2 separate regions of the Sus scrofa genome follow, and region 1 is linked to region 2. Evidence: chromatin contacts called from public HiChIP or PLAC-seq data. All regions are on one chromosome and are shown on one strand. The core of a region is the stretch at or near the end of the contact, and the rest is flanking DNA. Distances in the headings are between cores, read along the strand shown. Region 1 holds the start of TNFSF13B (TNF superfamily member 13b). Region 2 holds the start of LIG4 (DNA ligase 4).

Evidence for each region. HiChIP or PLAC-seq counts read pairs in DNA pulled down with a chosen protein or histone mark.
Region 1: an H3K27ac HiChIP or PLAC-seq map of alveolar macrophages shows a contact between it and region 2. The contact joins the promoter of TNFSF13B here to the promoter of LIG4 in region 2. A contact is called at or near these places in 4 of 47 Hi-C or Micro-C datasets (alveolar macrophages, blood, embryonic fibroblasts and 1 more) and 1 of 2 datasets of contacts at active chromatin or transcription factors (alveolar macrophages).

The regions. Positions count from the first base shown.
Region 1 is chr11:75,597,611-75,601,350 of Sscrofa11.1, reverse strand. It overlaps TNFSF13B (TNF superfamily member 13b), which reads right to left and starts at 1,605. Exons shown (of 6, transcript NM_001097498.1): 1 at 1,414-1,605; 2 at 1,094-1,181. The coding sequence starts at 1,593.
Region 2 is chr11:75,546,182-75,549,597 of Sscrofa11.1, reverse strand. LIG4 (DNA ligase 4) reads left to right here and starts at 1,887. Exons shown (of 2, transcript XM_003131089.5): 1 at 1,887-2,659. It overlaps ABHD13 (protein ABHD13), which reads right to left and starts at 1,850. Exons shown (of 3, transcript XM_013980681.2): 1 at 1,617-1,850.

The DNA of each region.
Region 1 (3,740 bases), core at 356-2,855, 52 kb before region 2:
CAATTGTTTCTGATAATTGGCTGGGAGATATGATAACCAGATAAAAATGTATGCTTTTATAATAAGGGAAGAATTTTTTCCATGAATAAGGCATTTCGTGAAAAACACGCTTACAGAAGCAGCATTGTGCGTGTGCCAGAAAAGCTAATCTGCGGGTCGCGCACTTCTCTTTAGAAGCACATAGACGGATACATAATTGCACACGGTGACTTCACCTCGCAGTCACCTTGCAGGTTAAAGGAAACAGAAGGTGTGACGATTCCCGTTCAAGTACAAGCGTGCTTGGCACATTCTAGGGGCTCAAAAACCTTCCTTCAATACAGAAGGGAAACAGTATCAAGGATTAAATTGCATGCTAAGTAAATGCAATGCAAATGCTCTTTTGCATCTTTGAAAGGAAGGAGCTAGAGCTGAATGTCTGGGGAGGCCCCACCAAATCTGAGGTTTCGGGAATCCACACAATTCTGTGGAACAGACCAGGAAGAGAGTCAGAAATCTCTAAAGAACTATTACAATAAGATTACAAACGTGTGGATCTCCTGGGAAAGCTCCGGTTAACGAAAAGCTCGAAAAGCTCTGTGTGTGTGTGTGTGTATGTGTGTGTGTGTGGAAGGAGCTCTATTCTTTTAAAAGCAAGAAACAAAATAAAGCACAGCCATGCACCTGCTCCCACCACCGACCTCCATGTGACTGCACAGCAGCTACGCTCCCCAGGAGATGCTCTTTTGCTGCCTTTCTTTGACCAGGTTCACAAAATTTCCTACATTCGCGCGTGGTGCTTTTTCTCCTGAACTGATGGAGGATGCTCCTGACATAGAAGGGAACTCTCTGCAGGGAGATGTGAGCCTCTTTCCCCACTTCTACGCTTCAACTGCCGCACAGATAAATAAATACCTGCCCCCACAAAATCCGCTCCCTGGAGCTCAGACATGCATTGTCAGCCTGGTGCTTTGCCCCCGCGCCGCTCCTGGCTGCGACGGTGAGCGTGGAAGTCTCCAGGTTCTGCGGGGCTCCCCTCTCCCAGTCCGATGCTCGCCTCCACACCTGTGAACGGGATCCCTGCCTCCTACAGGCTTCCGTGACCCCGACGTACCTGTTTCCTCCGCATCCTGCGCGGCGCGCTTACTCCTGTTGCTTTGAATGGAGCTGCTCTCCCTTGGAGCTGGTGGTGCAAAGATCCCCTGGGAAGAGAAAAGCCCCACGTTACCGCCAGCACGTGTGGGTCGTGGGGGAGCCCCGTGCCTGGGGCTGCGGCTGCCGCAGACTCACTTTCAGGGCCGGAGGGGCGGCCCTGGGGGCTGCGGCTCCCGCCTGGGGGGCGCCCGGCAGCCCCTCCGCCCGGTGCTCCCGCAGCTCCGCCCGGAGGCTCCCCAGCTCCGCTTGCAGGGAGGCCACCCGGCAGAAAGACAGCACCGTGAGGCAGCAGGACAGCAGGGCCAGCAGCAGGGTCACGACCAGCAGCTTCCCATCTTTGGAGATGCGGACAGAGGGGCTTTCCTTCTGGGGGAGGATGGGGACCGTCTCCTTCAGTTTCATTTCTTCTCTCGTGCTAAGGCAAGAAAGGCGTGACTGCTCCCCCGTGGAGTCATCCATTTCCCTCCTAGAACTTTGAAGGTTCGGGCCCTTAGAATCAGTGACCACAGAGGATGGATCATTTCCTGTTATCTGTGTTTGTTGATGTCCTGCACTGACTGCCCGGCCCAGCCCGGCGCTCGCCCTCAGGAGAGTTCTCCTGAATTTTCTCCCCTCTGCCCCGCTGCATCTCTGCCCCTACTGTACGCTAGGTCTTCCTGGCATTCGCCCTTCTATCCGATTGCTCAATCAGTCTTCCTCATTTCACTTTCAGTTTTTGTAAGAATTGCAATGGCATCACTGGGTCCTCAGGCACAAACGGGTGCCTGGCGTCTACTGATTGGAAGGAACTGGGGGTTCGGACCAGTACCCTCCAGCAGAGCTTTTCAGAGCCGGAGGTGTTTAAGGAGCTCCCTCTCAGGCACCAGGAGAGACCTGGCTTCTTCGCTTGGGGCCACTTGGCTTTACAGGGAAAGGGGGGGCAGCTTTCATAAGTTCCTGCTGGGTAATAAAAATAATTAATGCGAAGGTCAGATAAGCTAAGTGCTTCAGCGTTCAACTGTACTCAGCCAGAGAGTGATTTATTAACAGTCCTTAAGTAGGAAATAAAACGAAGCCTCCTCCAAGGAGGCATGAAAGTCCGTTGGGGAATGTTTTCCATGTTATCATCTTAGCAACTGAAGAAAAAGGATGTGCCTGAATTTGGGAGCCCTGCTGAGAGTAGACACGGGGGATTCTTTAAAGGCATTTTGAAGAAAAGCCTGCCTAATCTTCCTCCTTCTGGACCCGCTGCCCCAGAGGACGGCCAGTTCTGAGGAGCGGTCCGACCTCTGCTGTCCCCACTCCTGGGGCTGCATGTCCTGGCTCCGTCTGACCACATTTGGGGGAGATTCTGCCTTATCTCAGCTCCAGAAGCCTGGGTCTTGCCACTAACTGCTCCTCCCCTAAAGCAGCGTATCTGCTTGGCCACATGAGGTTGACTCTGTCCCCATCTCATGGGTCTGTAGGACACCCCAACTCGACCCAGAGGGACTTTAGTTTCAAATCTCTGTTGCTGGATGTGGCGTGCCTATTAGGACACCAATCCCACCTGAGATTCAGTGTTCTCATCTGTTAGATGGGGTGACAACCGGCCCTGAGAAGTTGTAAGGAGCCTTAGAGGAATGTGGAACAAGCTGCCTTTAAGACCCTCCATTTTTCACTCATTTCCATCCATTCATTCATTCATTATGTGAGATATATTTCATTCATACATTTTATGAATGAATGTGTGTTTCATTTATCCAGAACACGAACTCTTTTTCATTATTACAAACAGTGCTGCAATAGACGGCTTTATGCCTGCGCCCATGCAACAGCTGCCAGGGTTTCCCAGGCACACACCTGCTGGAGAACAGGGACTGGTCACCTTGACCTTGTCTCTGAGGTATCTCTCAGGACTGCCTGTTTCCTCCTCATCTCTCCGAGTATGATGTCGTCAGACTTACTCATTTTTACCTGTTGGGGTTATTTTTTTCCTTTGCATCTGCAGTCCCAAGACTTTTTAAAATAAATTTTTTTAAAAATAAAATACAAAAATGTTTGGTCTTCTAGGGCCTCCCCCTTGGCATATGGAGGTTCCCAGGCTAGGGGTTGAATGGGAGCAGCAGCCGCTGGCCTACACCACAACCACAGCAACATCGGATCCGAGCTGCGTCTGTGACCTACACCACAGCTCACAGCAGCGCTGGATCCCCAACCCACTGAGCAAGGCCAGGGATCGAACTTGCATCCTCATGGATCCTAGTCAGATTCGTTTCTGCTGAACCACGACGAGAACTCTGGGAGGGGGGTAACTGATCGGCACACGAACACTGAGAACTCTGCCCAATATTCTGGGATCATCTCTGTGGGAAAAGAATCCGAAAGAGAGTGGTTGTGTGTGCACGTCGGACTGAGTCACTTTGCAGTGCAGCAGAAATGGTCACAAACTTGTCAACCGACTCGACTCCAATGAAACTTTAAAAATGAAAAAAAAATTATTTTCGTGATTCCCTTGGTCTCCCCTACCCGCGTGAGCTGCCCTGTCCTCTCTCAAGTGGCAGTCTTCTCTAAGAGAGCGTGCCCGCTCTTTGGTGTCATCCGAGCCTTTGTGACAGTCCTCGTTTCCGGGTCCATCAGCATGACGG
Region 2 (3,416 bases), core at 638-3,137:
GATTTTACAATCTCTAATAACTGAGTTCTAAATTAAGAAAAACAGAAAACACATTCCCCTGAGATAAGGGACCAGCGAGTTCAAAGAAAAATGTTAGGTTGGCTAGTTCCCTGTGCCCACCACTAAAGTCACCCTGCTAACCCTGGTTAGCAAATGACCTCACTCAGGCCTGAGGCGGGCCTGAGAGGCAGGTGGTAGGGCCGGCTTACTTTCATCATTCCAAATCAACTCGCAATGGCAGGAAAGGAGAGTTTTCAGGCCTGGTATGTTAACAGCTAGGTGGCTTCTGCCAAATCACTTCTGCTCTCTAAATACATGTCTCCTCAGACGTAAAAGAGGGCTCAAAGGGCATAATTGAAAAACAGCTGAGAGCAAGTGTAACACAGTGTGAATAAATGCAGACAGATGTAGAAGACAAAATTTAGCATATTTTATTATCTACCAGAGCAGAGCAAGTGAAAGTAAGCACAACTAGAAGGTTTGCCAGCCTTGGATTAAATAATGGTAAGACTCACCGGAGAACACCTATAAATAGGTGCACAGAGCAAGCAATTAGGGCAATGTCTTGTTTTTTTCTATCAAAACCCGGCTCAGGCAGCAGCCGCTTCAGAAAACCTTCCTTGGGCCTCTTCTCCCTACTGTCCCCCATCCCACATGCCCCAGTCTGCACAAAGGTGTGTGGTGGCACTCACTATTGCAGCACAGTTCAGCGGCTTTACGTACGCTGTGAGTTCCTCGATGAGAGTGACATCATCTTATCCAAGTCATTATTTTCAGCAGACAGCAATGCCTGGCAACTAGTCAGTCTTAACAAACACTGCATTGAGCAGTCCAGGTCTGAAGTAAGACAACTAAGACATAACATTTGACAGTCACCCATGAGTTCTTATTTAGTGGGACAAAACTGAACCTTTTAGCAGAAGATATGTGCTTCATCGAAGCTTGCACACAAAGAAGTAGGAGCCCATGCCGAAAGACAACCAGGAGAAGACCGAGGGGGAAAAAATCAAGCATCAAACTCAAAGCCCACATCCTCTCGCCTTTCTACTCAGTTACTACTACGTGGTAAACATGAGTAAATGAGCCGCTGAACAAAAAACTCGCTTTGGTTATGACACTTTGGGTAATAACACTCGCAATGCATTCTGCGGAAAATACACACTGACAAGAATGTACTGCGAAACTAACTTCAATTCCACGGGATGCTCTCGAGCTGTTTCTTAAGCACCCCAAAGTTCCTGCCATGACGTTCGCAGTCTAAACCCGTCCGCGACGCGAACGGATCAGGGCTGCTTCCAGCCCTCACTCCTAGTAACTGGGATTTTCGCTCCGCTGTGGGGCGGGAGGGGGGTTCGGGAGGACGGCCACCAAGTGCTGGTCGGTGCGCGTTCCTCGGACCCGTCCCCAGCCCCGCAGCGGAGGGCCGTCGGTGATCCGCGCGCCCGGGCTTCCACGCGCCGGCGCTGGGCCGGGTTCTCCCCGCGGCCCGCACGGCTGCGGGGCGGGCTCGGTCCCGGTCCCGCACGGCCCTGGGCGCGCAGCCCCGCGCTCCCGGGAGGCCCCCGCCGGCCGCCCCCCGCGGCCCCCGCGCCTCGGCGGCCCCGCACCGCACTTACCTAGACTTGCTCGCAGGCTGCGCAGTCGGCCGCGGACTCGGAACCCGGCGCCGCGCAGCAGCGTCCCCCCGCGCCGCTTCCGTCGCTCCTCATCGTCCTCCTCCAGCAGAGGGGCCGCCGCCGTCGCCACGGTCTAGCTCTCGGCTCCTCCACTTCCGGCCCACGCTCGGTGCAGCCGGCAAATGCCGCCGCCGGCTCCCACATCACCTGCTCTCGCCTTCCTCCCGGGAGTGGGAACGCGGCCCGCCCTCCCGAGCATGCGCAGACGCCGCGGCCGGGGGAGTCCCCGCAACGGCGGCCCGGAAGGACAAGATTCCGCGGGGCGCGAGCTCGCGGCGGGCTGGGCTCCCGGCCGCGGGCTGTCCCGCTGCTTCCCCGCCTCCTGAACACCCCCGGGCCTCTCACCGGGCGTGTGGGGCCTCGGGAGTAAGAGCTCGGCGCCCACCGGAACTGCCTGCAGGACGCATTTCTTTCCGAAGAAAGTGTGTCTGAACTACAGGGCTGTCAGGGGGTTGGAAATGAGTTCTGGCACTTACAGCGCTTCCATAACTATTTTTCTTTTTATGACTTCTCCCAGCCCAGCCCGCTCCTACCTTTGTCAGGGTGGATCAGCACAGGTGGATGCATGTTTTATGAGGCCCGAAACTTGCACCATTTAGACCACCCTTTGGGAAAAAAAAGAATGCAAAATTACTTTGCTTTTGCAAATCTTACAAAAGCACAAGACCGTGGGAACATTGCTGGCCTTCCCGCCCCGACTCCAGGGCCTTGGAAGTGACCGCAGAAATGGGCCTCTGAAGCCAGAGCATCATTAGTTTCACTATCAACCCCCTCTGTGCACCACGTTGTTCTGAATTGTTTGTTTACGGATGTCTGCCCCAACCACGTCATTCCCTTTTCTCTATACTCTGTTTTATATGGAGAAAGGATACATCATGTTTTTTAAAACATAAAATCTGCTCCCAGATTGAGCTCTCCAGGTCAGAAACGCTCTTGATAGTAGAGTCCTGTTGTCCATCACCTGAAAAGCGCCACTCAGCAAGGTAAGCCAACCACTTACAAAAATAAGCTAATAATCACAGCAGATACCTAATTAAAAGCTCTCGATTGTCTTTGAACCAAGCATTAGAAAGGCTAAAATAATAAGGTAAAAACTTGAGATTTGAATCAACTTGGAGTTTGATTTCATAATTCAAGTTTTCCCTCTTATATCACTGATAAAAAAGTATAGTTTCTGATAATGTAGGAGCTTAGTAGATATTGAACCAAGGTACAAAAATGTACACAAATACCTTCCTAAAAGATAGGTGCGTGAAGGGTCTTCTAATTTAATACTGTTGGGTGCTCCTGGAAAGTGAATTGATAATTAAGTTGAAGAGTAGGTAGAAAAATTAACCACAAAACAGTATCATGAGACTGTACAACTCCAAAGGTGACTTCAGGAAAATATTCAGATAACATAGGTGGATTAGACATATGAAATTATTTATTGGGTTAGAAGGAGTCCTAAGTCTACTACAAACCAGGATTATGTATTAAATGTTTGTCAGTTTGGGAGTTCCCATCCTGGCTCAGCCAAAACGAATCTGACTCGTATCCATAAGGATGCAGGTTCAATCCCTGGCCTCGCTCAGTGGGTTAGGGATCCGGCGTTGCTGTGAGCTCTGGTATATGCCAGCAGCTGTAGCTCTGATTCGACTCCTAGCCTGGGACCTTCTACATGCCACTAGTATGGCCCTAAAAAGACACACACCAAAAAAAAGTTTGTCAGTTTGAACACAAAAATAAGTAAATAAACAA